3 separate regions of the Mus musculus genome follow, and regions 2 and 3 are each linked to region 1. A link is a contact called in public HiChIP or PLAC-seq data. All regions are on one chromosome and are shown on one strand. The core of a region is the stretch at or near the end of the contact, and the rest is flanking DNA. Distances in the headings are between cores, read along the strand shown.

The links. HiChIP or PLAC-seq counts read pairs in DNA pulled down with a chosen protein or histone mark.
Region 2: an HNF4G HiChIP or PLAC-seq map of pancreatic cancer cells shows a contact between it and region 1. The contact joins the enhancer-like site here to the promoter of Bcl2l13 in region 1. A contact is called at or near these places in 1 of 39 promoter capture datasets (macrophages), 1 of 15 datasets of contacts at CTCF or cohesin (the G1E-ER4 cell line), 6 of 484 Hi-C or Micro-C datasets (the G1E-ER4 cell line, embryonic fibroblasts, granulocytes and 2 more), 4 of 115 datasets of contacts at active chromatin or transcription factors (bone marrow-derived macrophages, embryonic stem cells, microglia and 1 more) and 4 of 9 other capture datasets (adipose tissue, embryonic stem cells, liver and 1 more).
Region 3: a BATF HiChIP or PLAC-seq map of CD8 T cells shows a contact between it and region 1, with 6 read pairs. The contact joins the enhancer-like site here to the promoter of Bcl2l13 in region 1. A contact is called at or near these places in 1 of 39 promoter capture datasets (macrophages), 1 of 484 Hi-C or Micro-C datasets (neutrophils), 6 of 115 datasets of contacts at active chromatin or transcription factors (CD8 T cells, the SCID.adh cell line, double positive thymocytes and 2 more) and 3 of 9 other capture datasets (adipose tissue, macrophages and pancreatic islet).

The regions. Positions count from the first base shown.
Region 1 is chr6:120,834,471-120,838,944 of GRCm38.p6, reverse strand. It overlaps Bcl2l13 (BCL2-like 13 (apoptosis facilitator)), which reads right to left and starts at 2,715. Exons shown (of 7, transcript NM_153516.2): 1 at 2,588-2,715. Gm38889 (a long non-coding RNA gene) reads left to right here and starts at 2,751. Exons shown (of 3, transcript XR_869411.3): 1 at 2,751-2,841.
Region 2 is chr6:120,953,050-120,957,523 of GRCm38.p6, reverse strand. All of the region lies in intron 27 of Mical3 (microtubule associated monooxygenase, calponin and LIM domain containing 3), which reads left to right. Among named protein-coding and RNA genes, the nearest start is that of Gm43915, 3.6 kb to the left of the region's middle. Within about 2 kb of position 1,898, at least 77 of the 459 cell types and tissues checked have an H3K27ac peak or open chromatin away from gene starts, as enhancers often do. A contact at or near this core is called in the G1E-ER4 cell line, bone marrow-derived macrophages, microglia and 1 more, where this site is marked.
Region 3 is chr6:120,928,692-120,933,165 of GRCm38.p6, reverse strand. It overlaps Mical3 (microtubule associated monooxygenase, calponin and LIM domain containing 3), which reads left to right. Exons shown (of 32, transcript NM_001270475.1): 32 at 1-1,620. Among named protein-coding and RNA genes, the nearest start is that of Bid, 14 kb to the right of the region's middle. Within about 2 kb of position 2,640, at least 42 of the 459 cell types and tissues checked have an H3K27ac peak or open chromatin away from gene starts, as enhancers often do. A contact at or near this core is called in CD8 T cells, the SCID.adh cell line, double positive thymocytes and 1 more, where this site is marked.

The DNA.
Region 1 (4,474 bases), core at 1,466-3,965:
TGCAGGGAATCACACTCAGACCCTCAGGAAGAGCAGTACATGCTCATAGCCATCTCTCCAGCCCCGCCCCCAAAGTTAAGACAAAGTCTCCCCTCTAGCCCAGATGATCTCCCTGCCATCTTACCCAGCCTCCCCTATGTTAGATCTACAGAGTGCGCAGCTTCACCATTTCCTTTTACAAATTGAAGGTGAAGACAATGAGATAATGGGAGAGGTTAACGGGGAAGCAGGGGTAAAAATGACAAAAATATACTATATAACTGTATACATTTGCCAAGTAAAAATATGTTAAGCCGGGCGTGGTGGCGCACGCCTTTAATCCCAGCACTTGGGAGGCAGAGGCAGGCGGATTTCTGAGTTCAGGGCCAGCCTGGTCTACAAAGTGAGTTCCAGGACAGCCAGGGCTACACAGAGAAACCCTGTCTCGAAAAACCAAAAAAAAAAAAAAAAAAAAAGTTAAAAGATGGGTAGATTTAACCTTTCATGTTATTTGGCTAAATTCAATTTCCAGGGTACACCCCTGAACATAGACACAGGTCATTTCAGATAGATGTGGTAGTTCCCCTCTGGAATCCTAGCATTAGGGAGGCTGACTGTAGGCTCAAGGCTAACCTAGACGGCTCAGTGGTTAAGAGCACCAACTGCTCTTGCAAAGGTCCTGAGTTCAAATCCCAGCAACCACATGGTGGCTCACAACCATCCATAATGAGATCTGATGCCCTCTTCTGGTGTGTCTGAAGTCACCTACAGTGTACTTAGATATAATAATAAATAAATCTTTAAAAAAAATGCTTCAGTGGGTGAAAGCAGCTTGAGTTTAATCCTAGAGCCCATGTAAAGATGGAAAGAAAAAACTGACTCCCAAAGTTGCCCTCTGGCCATGCATGGTGACACAGGCCCTCAAAGGAAGAGTCAGGTGGACAGCTATGAGTTTGAGACAATCCTGGTCCACATAGGAAACTCTAGGACAACCAGGACTACACAGAGACCCTGTGCCCCGCCTCCCCCCAAATGAAACAAAGTTGCCTAACGCCCTACACACATGTGTATCCAAACAAACAATTACACCCACAATAATAGTAAAATTTAACATTTTAAAGTGACAGTCATGGCTGGGTACTCCTGGATCTCCATTCAGGGGAGGAAGAAAAGGTAGGATCTACCAGGCAGTGGTGGCACATGCCTTTAATCCCAGCACTTGGGAGGCAAAGGCAGGCGGATTTCTGAGTTCGAGGCCAGCCTGGCCTACAAAGTGAGTTCCAGGACAGAGAAACCCTGTCTCCACAAAAAAACAAAAAACAACAACAACAACAACAACAAAACAGAAAAGGCAGGATTTGAGTTCAAGGCCAATTTAGGATACAGTTCAAAAACCAAAACAAAACAAATGTTATTTTAAGGACTAAAAAAAAAAAAAATAGTTTAGAATAGTGCCTGATCATCCAGAGCCAAGAGACTTTGTAGAAAAACTGTATAAATGTTTTCAATTCGCTGTTATAATCATCCAGGACACATTTATCCAACTGTGTATGTGAAATGTAAGTGATTCACTACCCACACACTTGCCTAACTCTTTATGTGTTAAAACAAAATGGAAGAAAGGTATTTCAAGGGTGTGGCAATACATCTAAGGTCACACAAGTTAGGGCAGAGAGCATCAACAGTCTGGTTTATACCAAGCCTCCAAGGGGAATATTGGAAATTTTGCAAAAACTTTTTTTTTAAATATCAGACAGAGGGGCCTGTCAGCATGGTTCAAAACTTTTAAACACAGAGTAAAACAGACCTCTTAGATAAACACTTGTGTGTGGGAATGGCGAACTGTTTAGCCGAACTATCAGTCAAAAGCATGTGAATTTCTGGGCAGATCGCTTCAATTTTTACCCCTAAGTAAAATCCTCAACTTAGCCTAGGCTACCTCCTTCACAGGACTATAATGTAAAGGCAAGAAATGCAGGATGCCGCGAAAATGTGAGGAGGGATTTTAAAAAGAGAAAAACAAAAAACCCCGAATCACTGTGAAAGGCATCGCCTTCGTGTGGTAAGAAGACCTAGTCTGTTTTGTTTTGTCTTGGGGGTGGGGGGGGGTGGCGTGGGACCGTGAATGGGTGTCAAAACGCAGCCAGCGCTGAGACTGAGAAACAAGCCTTCACACTGTGACAGGACACCACTAGCGAAGCTAATCTATAATCGGTCTAAGTGAATGGCACACGCTTCCCTCCTCCAAGCGAGAATTCACGCTTCCTAGTCTGCCCCCCAAAACAGACCCTGCTTCCCAAAGCCGAGATCTGGGTGAAGAACAGAATGTAGAGCAAGGGTGAGTTCCAGAGCCTCAGGCAGCCACACAGCCGGTTCAAAAGCCGCCCGGCGTGGGGGCGCACTGGACAGGTCGGATTCACCCCAAACAGCCCCTCAGAAGTTCCGAGACGCCGCGGCGGAGCAGCACGGTCCTCCTCCCTCAGGCCCGGTCTCTCCCGCGCCCTGGGCAGCACCGTGGTCAGCTCGGTGGTCTCCAAGACCCCTTCCTCAGCGGATGGAAACCGCTCCACCAGCCACCAGGGCCGCCCCAGAATCCCACTCCCCTCACCTGGCTCCAGCCCTGCCCCACAAGGGACGAAGGAGACGGCGGCGGCGGCAGCAGGGGCTTCCCACGGGGTGCAGGAGCGACAGTGGCTGCTTCGACCCGCGAACCTAATCTACCGCCGCCGCCATGTTGGACGGTGAGGTCACCCTGGCGCGCCTACGTCACGGCGGCGTAGGGGCGGGGCCCGGGCGTAATGCCAAGCCGGAAGCCAGCGGCTCGGTCAACTGGAAACGAAGCAGGGTCACTGACACCTGCTGGTCAGTTTGCGCAGGCGTGACCTGTGTACGAAGCTGTCCTGTGCCTCTCTTTCCAGGAGCCGCTTAAATCCTCGATTCTGGACTTCATAAGTATCTTCACCCAGTCATTTCCGGTGCTAGTTAGGGCGAAGGGTGATGAGGTAGACACCACCGCACGCCTGCTCACCCCTGTGTGGGACAAGAAGCTGGTGGCATAGCAGAAGCAGAGTTCTGCAGACTTTTGCGTTCCTGGAGTACTAAAGCCCTCAGGTTACTGGTCAAGACTGCACTTCCTAGGGCTGCCAGGAGATTGTCCTGAAAGTTAGGAAAGCAATTTAAAGGCAGGGTGGAATGACTAGGTTGAGACAACTCAGGATCCGGGCACCATGGTGATAAAAAGAGTCTTATAGTAGTAATCCATTTTTTACTCGCACTGCCTGGCAAGCTGCCTGGACTATAGTTTCTTATGTTTGTTTCTTGACTCTACAAAAGCATGTCCAACCTGTGGTCCAAGATAAACTGAATGCTTATCAACCAGAAAGAAAAAGAAATAGATTGGGGCTGGAGAGTTGGCTCAGTGGTTAAGAGCACTGACTGCTCTTCCAGAGGTCCTGAGTTCAAATCCCAGAAACCACATGGTAGGTTCACGACCATCTGTAATGAGAACTGATACCCTCTTCTGGTGTGTCTGAAGACAGTGACAATGTGGTTACATATAATAATGAATAAATCTTAAAAAAAAAGAAAAAGAAAAATAGATTTACTTAAACCATGAAGGCTGTGTATAACCCGATTATCTAGTTGTTCAGCAAGAGCTTTTTAGATCGTGTAAAAAGGTCAAGATATCTAGGCAAGATAAACACCCTGCATTAGCCAGCTTGAGTTTCAGCCTGTGTTACTGAAATGAAGTGACAAAGTAACACAAACAGCACAGAAGATTAGGAGTTAGAAGGCGGTTGAAGGCGGTTGCAATCAGTCAGATCAGAAATGATAAATGTGTCCAGTTGCTTGTACAGGCTGGTAATCCCAACACTCTGAAGGCTGAAGCAGGAGGATAAATTGGAGTCTGGCTACATAGTGAATCTTATCTTTAAAAAAAATAATAAAAGATTGATTACAAAACTGACTGGGGACCATTGATATGGCTCAGGTTGCAAAAGTGCTTACTGTAAGCCTAATGATCTGAGCTGGATCTCTGGAACACACATGGTAGAAGAAGAAAACCATCGCTAGCAAGTAGATTTCTCTGACCACACTGCCTAACCCCACCTCCCATACACACACATTTCAAAGCAAAACAATCAATACAAACTGAAAGGAAGTGATGACCAGTAGCTAAGTTTAGGAGGTAATAGAAATGTTTAAAATTCACAATGATAATGGTGGCACAATTACAAATATCTTGAATTTCACTTAATTATATGCTCTTGGTTTTTTGGGACAGTGTTCCATACTGACCTCAAACTTGCTCTTTATCCTAGAATGACCTGGAATCTCATCCTGCCTCTGCCTCCTGAGTGCTGAGGCCTCGGGTATAAGCTAGTATGCCTGTGTGTTGCTGGGGATATCATTCAGGGCACACCAATCTACAAACTATGATCCTAACCCTTTTGAACGCTTCCTTTTTTTATTTTATGTATATGAGCGTTTTGTT
Region 2 (4,474 bases), core at 649-3,148, 120 kb before region 1:
CACAGAGAGGTTTCTCTGGCCTTTGAAATCAGCAGCTGGGGGTATTGCCTCGGTCTGAAGAAGCCAGGGTACACTGTCAGTTAGCAGCCTTCCCTGAACGTTTACACCATGAGCAGAGTCTGTCAGGGCCAATGGGAGAAGAGCTGAGTACTACTTGGAGTACTACTTGAGTCATGCAAGTATGGACACGGCACTAGGCATGGAGGGGGTAGGCCAGGTGGCTCCATCAGGGGAAGGCCTGGTGATGCTCACTCTCTGGCAATTTGTTAAGTAGAACTTTGTTTAAGAATTGACCCTGAAGCAGCATTAATCAGAAGTTTTGTGTATGGGTTATCCACTGGGGCATGGGCAGTCTCTCAGGGACCAACCCCCTCATGTACCTTTTTGACATGGCTTCTCAAGGCTTGGCCTTAAGTCACCCCCTCGGCCAACAGCCTCGAACTGTAAACCAACCAGGGCAGGCTGTGGTAGTTCTGCACCTAATATGTGTGTGTTTCACTGAGATGGTGTCTTCCTGTTACAGCCCCATCCTCCAGCCTGACTCGGTTCCTCTTTTAACTCAACAGACTAGAAAAAATTAGTTCATTCTTATCTTGTTCTCCATTCATCTGTCTCGTCTCCCTGGGCATAATGATAGCTCTTTATCTGCTGTCCTAGTCACCAAGAACCACAGACCTCTCGTCTTCCATCGCCTGCACCCAGGCCTCGTTTGTTGCATCAGGACTCCAAGTGTAGGACTGGGACTGTGTGCTCTTTATGGGGACTCAGTGCACTGTGTTGCTACTGGGTGTGCCTGCTGAGGTCTTCCAGGCAGTGAGTGACATTGGCACAAAGGTGGGGTGTGTGCATGCACATGAGGTTCAAAGCCCATCCCTATACTGGGCTCAGGTACTGTCTTAGGAAGCCTGAAGGAGCCCGAGTAAAGGATCGTGTGGCCCAAAGTCCCCTTTGCTTCCATGGTGAGTGTGCTCATGTGAAGACAGTTTGTGTCAGTCACAGTGGTCAAATCTTCTATCTCTGTGTGCCTTTGTGGTCAGGTCACACTGCTTCTCCATGAGGTAATGAATCATCTTACCACAGTGGGGAGTGCCAGATGCTCCCAGTTGGCTATGCAGGATCCATCATGCTGGTATAACCACCCAGTGACCATAGCCAGGAAGAGCAGAGGAACTTATTTCCTAGCAGTGTGAACAAGCCAGTCACAGATTCCTAGAACAGCAAGGGCCTGGACGCCTTATGTACTGGGTGTATTCCACGGGGACAGGATCATTCCTTGGTGGTCACATAGGGAATGCTGAGGACCAGAGGCAGTGGCAAACATGCCTCTTAGGATGGCGTTGTATCTCACTGAACGAGGGCAGGACAGGGTATTAAAATATGGAACCTACTGGGTGTGGTGACTCCATGCGACCCTAACAGTCTGGAGGCAGAGGCAGGATTGCACAAGTTCAGGGCCAGCCTGGGCTACCTAGTGAGTTCTGGGGATATATACAAGCAAGATCCTGTCTCAAGAAAACAAAAGGAGGGAGAGGGGAGCAAACATGGAACCTCAGTGGGGGACAGGCCAAGACAATGCATCCACAAAACTGTAGAGAATGGTTTGCAACCTCTGTGACATCTAGTGGTGAATGCAAGCACAATACGTATTTTTTAAATGCCATCGTCAAATGGATGTCAGGTTGCTAGTAGGTGACACTCCTGTGACTATTGGGAAGATGTGTCTCTCCTGTGGAGGAGGAAATCCATGCTGGAGCTTCTAGAGACTGGGTCTCTGACCTCTAAACAACTCAGTGAAAGAAGGTGCTATGTAAAGACTGTGCCCTCAGGCTCACATGGTACTGTACCATCTGGAAGTCGAGGTAAAGGGTGTTCTGGCACCACTGGCTTCATCCTTCAGTGTTGCTGGGTTTGAAACCCCTCAAAATTAGAAGAATCAGGAGCAAGGGGCCCACATTTGCCACTGCCCTGGTCCTGCTTGTCTTCAGCATTCCCTGTGACCACAAGGAGTCATCTTGTCCCTGTGGAGTCCACCTGTCACATAAGATCTCCACGGGCTTGCTGTTTTAGGAATCTGGGCTTTAGCTTGCCTGGAGAAGGAAGCCTCTGGCCACAGTGTGGTATAGGAGGAAGCCAGGCTTCTTCCTGTTTCACAGACCCAAGGCCTGAGTCAGCACTTGAGAAAACAAGTGCCTGGGTTTAGTTTCCATAGCGACACGTGCACAATGAAAACCAAAACCTTGATTTTACTCAAATGTTTATTATACAAAATCAAATTATTTAGGGGTTATATGTTTCTATTCATGTGTGTGCAAGCACATGCATTTAACATGCATGTGAGAAGCTAAAAGAACAACCTTGAGTGTCACTCCTCATGTGTCTGTCTACTTGTTTGTATGTATGTATGTATGTATGTATGTATGTATGTATGTATGTATGTATGATAAAGAGTTCACCATGTAGGCTAGACTGGCTGTCTGGACAGCAAATCTTGGGGGTCAGGATCCACCTGTTTCCACCTCCTCCCTAGCTGTAAGATTACAGGCACACCCCACCAAGCCTGGCTTTTTATACGGGGTTTATAGCTCACTCTCAAGTCTTCATGCTTGCAAAACATGTATTTTACGAACAGGCTTATCTCTCCAGCCCAATCTAGGTTTTCCTAGCCATCTAAAGCCCTGACAACAAGAAGTAACTTCCTTTTGCTTCCATCTGGTTCTTATGAGCAGCCTGCCCAACTACTCCTTCACCACTGAGGCCCACTAGGGTCTGTCCTGCCCTCTACGAGCCCCCTTATCCTGCTTGGTAGCCCTGACACAGTTCCATTGCCAGCGAGCCATGCTCTTGACCCTACTTTCCCAGGTGACCCAGAGTGTGTCATGCTTGTCTTCCCTGTCACTGCCACTGCCAGGTTGGCACCAGTCGCAGCAGGGAGTGCATTAATAAGGGGCTGCTGTGGATCCCTTGCAGACAGGTGTCGGCATGGCTCTTGAAGTGTGTCAGTGTAGGACCCTGGGGACCACATCTGTACTTTACCTTTTTAAACTGGCCCGTTCTGCATGACGACTTAACTCACAGTCGGCTATGCAGGGGAGAGGAACTGAGCAGGCATGATGCCCGTGCTCAGAGCTAAAAGCAGCAAGTGTGTGCCCAGCCAGCATGCATGTGGTATCCTGTGCAGGTCCCCCAATGTGCCACCCTTAGCGTCCTCCTGTCCTGGGTGCCACCAGATTCCGATTGCCTGCATCCACAGGGACCTTTAGGCACTTTATGTGACCCATGAGAAGACCACAAAAGCAAAGGAAACCGGCCAAGGCTTTGAGCAACTCTGGTCAGTGTGTGAACTGGAGAGGTTTCAATGGTTGCCCAAACACTGGTACTTCCTCTAAAAAACCGTGATTTGTGCTGGTTTGGTTCCCTTCACTGGGTCTAGTTCTGAAAAAGCAGGTTTGCCCAGTGTCAGGACATGTCTTCCATTCCATGCTAAGTGTTCAGTGGCAGGAACAGAGAGGAAGGAAGGGGCTGCCGTGGCTGAGGAGGGCCAAGTCACCACACATTTCGACAAACTGGGATCCAACAAGGAACAGACACAAGGGGCTCCAGGGTCTGCTGTTCTGCGAATAGAAAAGTCAACCCCAACTCTGACAGTGGAGTTCACTGAGACTCATCGTCCAGGGTCCCTTCTTGTGTAGTCTTGTGTGGCATTGTGGGACACGATCATGTGATTGTCTGGTGTTTGTTTTAAACCTCTAACTGATTTTGTTCCATTTCTGTTTTCATTTTTTTAATCATCATTATCATTACTGTTCTGTTTTGTTTTCCGTTGCCAATCCCCTTAAAAGTCGATTTATGTACCACACGCCTTGGCATTCAGGAGAGCCTGTTCATCAAAGGTAGTGTCTCATTCCCACTGTCTGGCCCTCCTTGCATGCCTGTCTGTGATTAACCACTTGGACAGCCCTGCTGGGCCTGCAGCCGCGTCCTCACTAACTGTCATACGTGCATGCAGCTGTCACAGTAGAACCTTCTTTAGTTGTGTCACAGAAAGAGGAGGAGACAGTCACTCTTCCATTGGCCGGAGCGCATGTCATCATGGGTGAGGGCAGAGCTGCCCTTGTGGGTCTGGGTAGCCCAGCAAGGAATAGTCACCAGCCCCCACCATTAGGGCACTGGGACACCGGAACAATCCTAGAGACCACCTTCTGCTTGTTCACCTGACCTTGGATCATTTGAGCTCCTTTAGGAAACTCGTGTTTCTCAGTGGCTGCCCAGTGTCTGTCCAGTCACTGAATGCTTGGGAATGTATCAGTGGCCTATGTGTACAGGTGGCTGGGACATCTACCAGTGCTTCCACCAAGCTCACAGGTGCCACCTCAACTACCCCACCATGTCACTTTGACCCTTCTTCTCCATGGCAACCATTGCCTCTGCTGACGCTGGCAGTCAGCACCACTGATTGTTTCTCAGCCTGCATTAG
Region 3 (4,474 bases), core at 1,391-3,890, 94 kb before region 1:
TTCATTTCTCATGGTTCAGCCAGAGACCAGCAGTTGGAGCCAGGGTGCTTCTCCTTCAAAACAGCAGCCACCTATGGACCAGTCCATTGGTACCATACCAATCTGGAAAGGGCACGCCAGCTGGGCCTGTGGGAGGGGCCAGTGCAGACAACAGCCAAGGGCCCACACTGACCCTGGACTCCCCGTGGGAACCACACTGTGCCTCAACTTGAACATCCATCCACCCAACTCCAGAGGAGCAAACAGCTATCTTACTTCTCACCTTGCGCAAAAGCTGCCATCTCTCCTGTGGAAACCCAGATGTGCTGCTAGCAACCGCCACAGCGCTGACGTCATCACTTCCTGGACTCTGATATGGCGGCATCGCTATTTTTATTCCATCAGAGGAGGATGTTCTGGATTCTATTTTCAACCACAATCTGCCAATCAAACTGGACTTTGGACAGGACCTTCATCGCCTGTGTGGCCTTCTCCTTGACCCTGTCCTCCTCTGCAGTGCCACCGGCGGCAATCCCACGCAGCTCAGCCCTGTCATTCCTGCTAACCCAGAACAAGGAAACCATTTCCCGAGCGACTCAAGAAGGATGCAGGGGCACGCTGCATCTCTAGCTGCCTCTCAGAGCTCTGCACCAGATGTTCCCTTCCACCTCTGTCCTGGTCAGCCATGACGTGTTGATCTCTCCAAAGCACACGCTGCTTCCAGTGAAAGTGGGCAGAACACTTCGCAGGAGGGCCTCAGAAATCCACCAGCCTTGGGAGACGTCCCGCAGTTCTCCAGTCGTGACGACACGAGGACTTCAGAATCCCACAGAGCACTTTTTTTTTTAGGCTACCAGTTTGTAACCACTAGTTTGCAGTTGATTTCAGTGGCCCGGGAACGAGACGCGAAGTGTTCTCCACCTCTGGAAATGCATACAGCTCTGGTCATGCGTTCTTCCCAGGAATTATGTCTTCACTTGAAGGCAGGGAAGAGAGGGATGTATACACTTCATCCACACATACAGTGCTAGAGTGCTTTTGAGTAAACCCAAACTCAAGGCTAAGGACAGTACATGAGGCTCTAACCTCTGTCCCTGGAGCGCAAGCAGAAGGCAGCCCGTGGCTCCCAAAGAAGAGCGTGGCCAACCCAGGTTCTGACCCTGCTCAGTTGATATCTCTGCCTCCAACAGCCATCCTTAACGTAATTTTGACCAGCAGATGTAGACTTTAAAAAATAAGACATATGTCACTGGGACAGGAGAGTAGAGGTGGGGGCAACAAATCTTGGGGGCGCTGGGACTATAGCTCAGTGGTAGAATGTGTGTTCAGCATGCATAAGACCCACGGTTCAACCCCCAGTACCACATTTAAAAATTTTTTTCTTTTGAAAGATGGTAACATGACCCACAAGAGGGAATGGCTGGTTTATGCGCAATAAAGTTTTGTTTTGTTTCGGTTTTTTTTTTAAAGAAATGAAAAATGTATTTCTGAAGTCATTGTTCTGCTCTTGGCATTGAGCTAAGGCATACTTAGCACCTTCCTTTCAGGTGAGTGATACTGAACACAAATCATTTGGTGATTATCAGTGAGTGTATGCAGACAAGGATTCTCAGAGAATAGAGCTTTTCATTTGGTTTGTGATTTTTTTGAATCCCCTGTGTTATCCTGACTTAGCCGTCAGTAGCTGGGACTTGAGAATTCTCCATAGCAGCCCTGCTTAATAAGAAACACTGAGTAATGGCCAAGGCAACCAGAGCCAGTTTCTTAAGACAGGTGCTACTGTGGGGTGGATGGCGGCACACGCCTTCAATCTCAGTACTTAGGAGGCAGAGGCAGCTAGATCGCTGTGAGTTGGAGGCCTGCATGGTCTACGTTGTGAGTTCCAGGACCCTATCTTTAAAAAACAGACTGGTGTTGCTGAAATTCTTAAGGTCCCAATGGCAAACCAAGGCATGGTTCCAGCAAAGGTCATTCTGGGAGAGCAATGTTTATTGGGCTTCCCTACAGAGTAGAGGTTACTTATCAGGGTGTGGGCTCTCCCCACAGAAACACTTCACCTGGAAAGACTTTGCCCAGCAGAGATGAGGGCTTCCCTGTAGCCACATAGATAGAGCCTCTCTCCCCTGTCTTCACCCTCCCTGTATAACCAGCCCTGCCCCGAGGCCCAGTATGTATAAGGAAGACAGAGTTGTGTATAACAAGTAGTAGGCCACAACTGAGTACTGCGGGACTCTTCCCACCCCTCCATGACAAACCTAGCTGGGATGATCTTTTACAAGGGGGTGAAACTGAATTCCCCAAAATGGCAGTTATGTGGCCCAGAGGACCGTCACAGTCACCACAGCTGGATCACCAGCTGTTCCAGAGAGAAAGTCCACTGGTCAGGGGCCCATGCATAATGGGAGATGATAAAGTAGGGGGACTAGAAGTAGCCAGCCTTGGAGGGACTTACTGTACTCCGGGGTTCCCCACCACCATCACCACCACCACCACCCTGGCCCCAGAGGGTTTCACAGGAGATAAGGCTGAGGAGCAGGTGTGGCTCTTGGGTACACTTTCATTCCCAGGTGGCAGGAAACGGTAGTTTTAAGCAGGCAGTCAGAAACAGGCTCCTGAGAAACCACCACTCCTGGCCTCAGCCAGCCCAGCTGACTCCTGTCAGAAAAGCGGAGAGAAGAATGGCTATGTGCCTGTGTGAGAGGGTGTGTGGTAAGGATACTGCTCAGGCCTAGGCCAGCCTCAGACCATGGGGATGTGGCCCCCCAGCTGTATAGAGGTGGGACTGAGCACACAGATGCCAACTGCCTCCCCCCCCCACACACACACACTTGTTCCTTGCTGGAGAGGAAAGGTTTGGGGGAGCATGTAAGTATAGAGGCTCAGGAGAAGCTTCCAGACAAGGGGGCTTGGGCTCTGGAGAGTGTTATGGGAGCATCTTTTCTGTCAGGAGCCACAGAAGCCTGAGAACAGTGGGGGCCACCTCCCTCCTGACCCAGGAGAGGTAACAACAGCAAGTGGCTGTCCTCTGGAGGGTCTTTGAAGTTCAGAAAGGGTTTTTCTCTACAGAGGCCTCCAACAGAAGGCCATAAAACACTAACCTAGGGAGCCCCAGCCCATTCTTCCTCTTATAAAATAGATTTCACAGCAAGGTGGTATTTTTAATTCAGAGATCCATTTCCAGGCTCCCTCTGTCTGGTCTCCCAGACTGGTTATTGGCTCTGTTATAGAGACTGATCCCTATCATTGGTGAGTAGGCAAACCTCCCCCAGTAAGAGACAGCCCTCTGCTGTGAGCACCTTACTGCCCATGCGAGGTATCGAATGTTCTACAGAGGTTGAGGGAGGAGATGAGAAGGACAGGAGACGTGTGGAAGACTTGAGAAGTTTCTATTACACACACACACACACACACACACACACACACACACAGTGTAAATTCCACAACTCTTTAAAAAAAAAAAGAAAAATATTTATTTTGTTTTAAATGTTGTGTATATGTGTGTCTGTGGGTCTATGAACGTCAGTACAGGTGCCAGCAGTAACTAGAGAGGTCAGAGGCCCCTGAAACTGGAGCTGCAGCTGGAGTTGTGAGCTGCCTGCCATAGGCTGGGAACTTAATTTGGGTCTTCTGTAAAAGCAAGTGCTCTTCACTACCAAACCATCTCTCCAGCCTGAAGTTACACAGTTCTTATATAGAAATTTGGGGGGTTAATCTAAAAATACTGGATCCTGGCTGGAAAGGGCACTGCATTCAGGTGCACACACCCCACACACAGATATATCACACACAGTTTAAAGTAATAGAAATAACTTGCTTGCTCTTGCAGAGGACCTAAGTGTGATTTCCAGCATGCACATCATGGCAGCTCACAACCATCTGGAACTCCAGTTCCAGGGAATCTGGCATCCTCTTCCTGGCTTCCAAGGGCCCCAGGCATGTATGTGGTGTGCACACAAGCACGCAGCCAAACCAAAGTAAATAATGTTCAGTACGAATCTCTGAAACACTGAAATCACGCGTGTGCGTGTTCTGGATGATTTAAACAGGCACAGCTTAAAAAGTAGAGTGCCGGTCAGTCTTGCACAAAGCCGAGTGCTTCAGAAACCCAGGCGTGATGGCCCACACCTCGCCCGGTACTTGGAAGGGTGAGAGGCAGGAGGACCAGAAGTTGAAGGAAGTTCATTCTTGGGTACGTAAGCAAATGTGAGGTCAGCTTGGATGACTTGAGAACCTCCGTCAAAATCAAAAAGGACAAAGAAATAAATAGAAGTCATCTCAAGTCCGATGGACCTTACCTCGCCAGCAGCTAAGTCAGGCCATCCATATCCAAACATCCCTGGTCAGCCCCCAGGCTTCAAGGTCACCATTTCCTTCGGAGTCTGGTATCGGGCTGATTCAAGGGGCCAGCACCACTCACCAGTCTGAGGGATCTTCCAAACAGATGTAGACTGGCTGCTTTTCCCAGGACCACAGCGGTCCTACAGCAACCATGAAT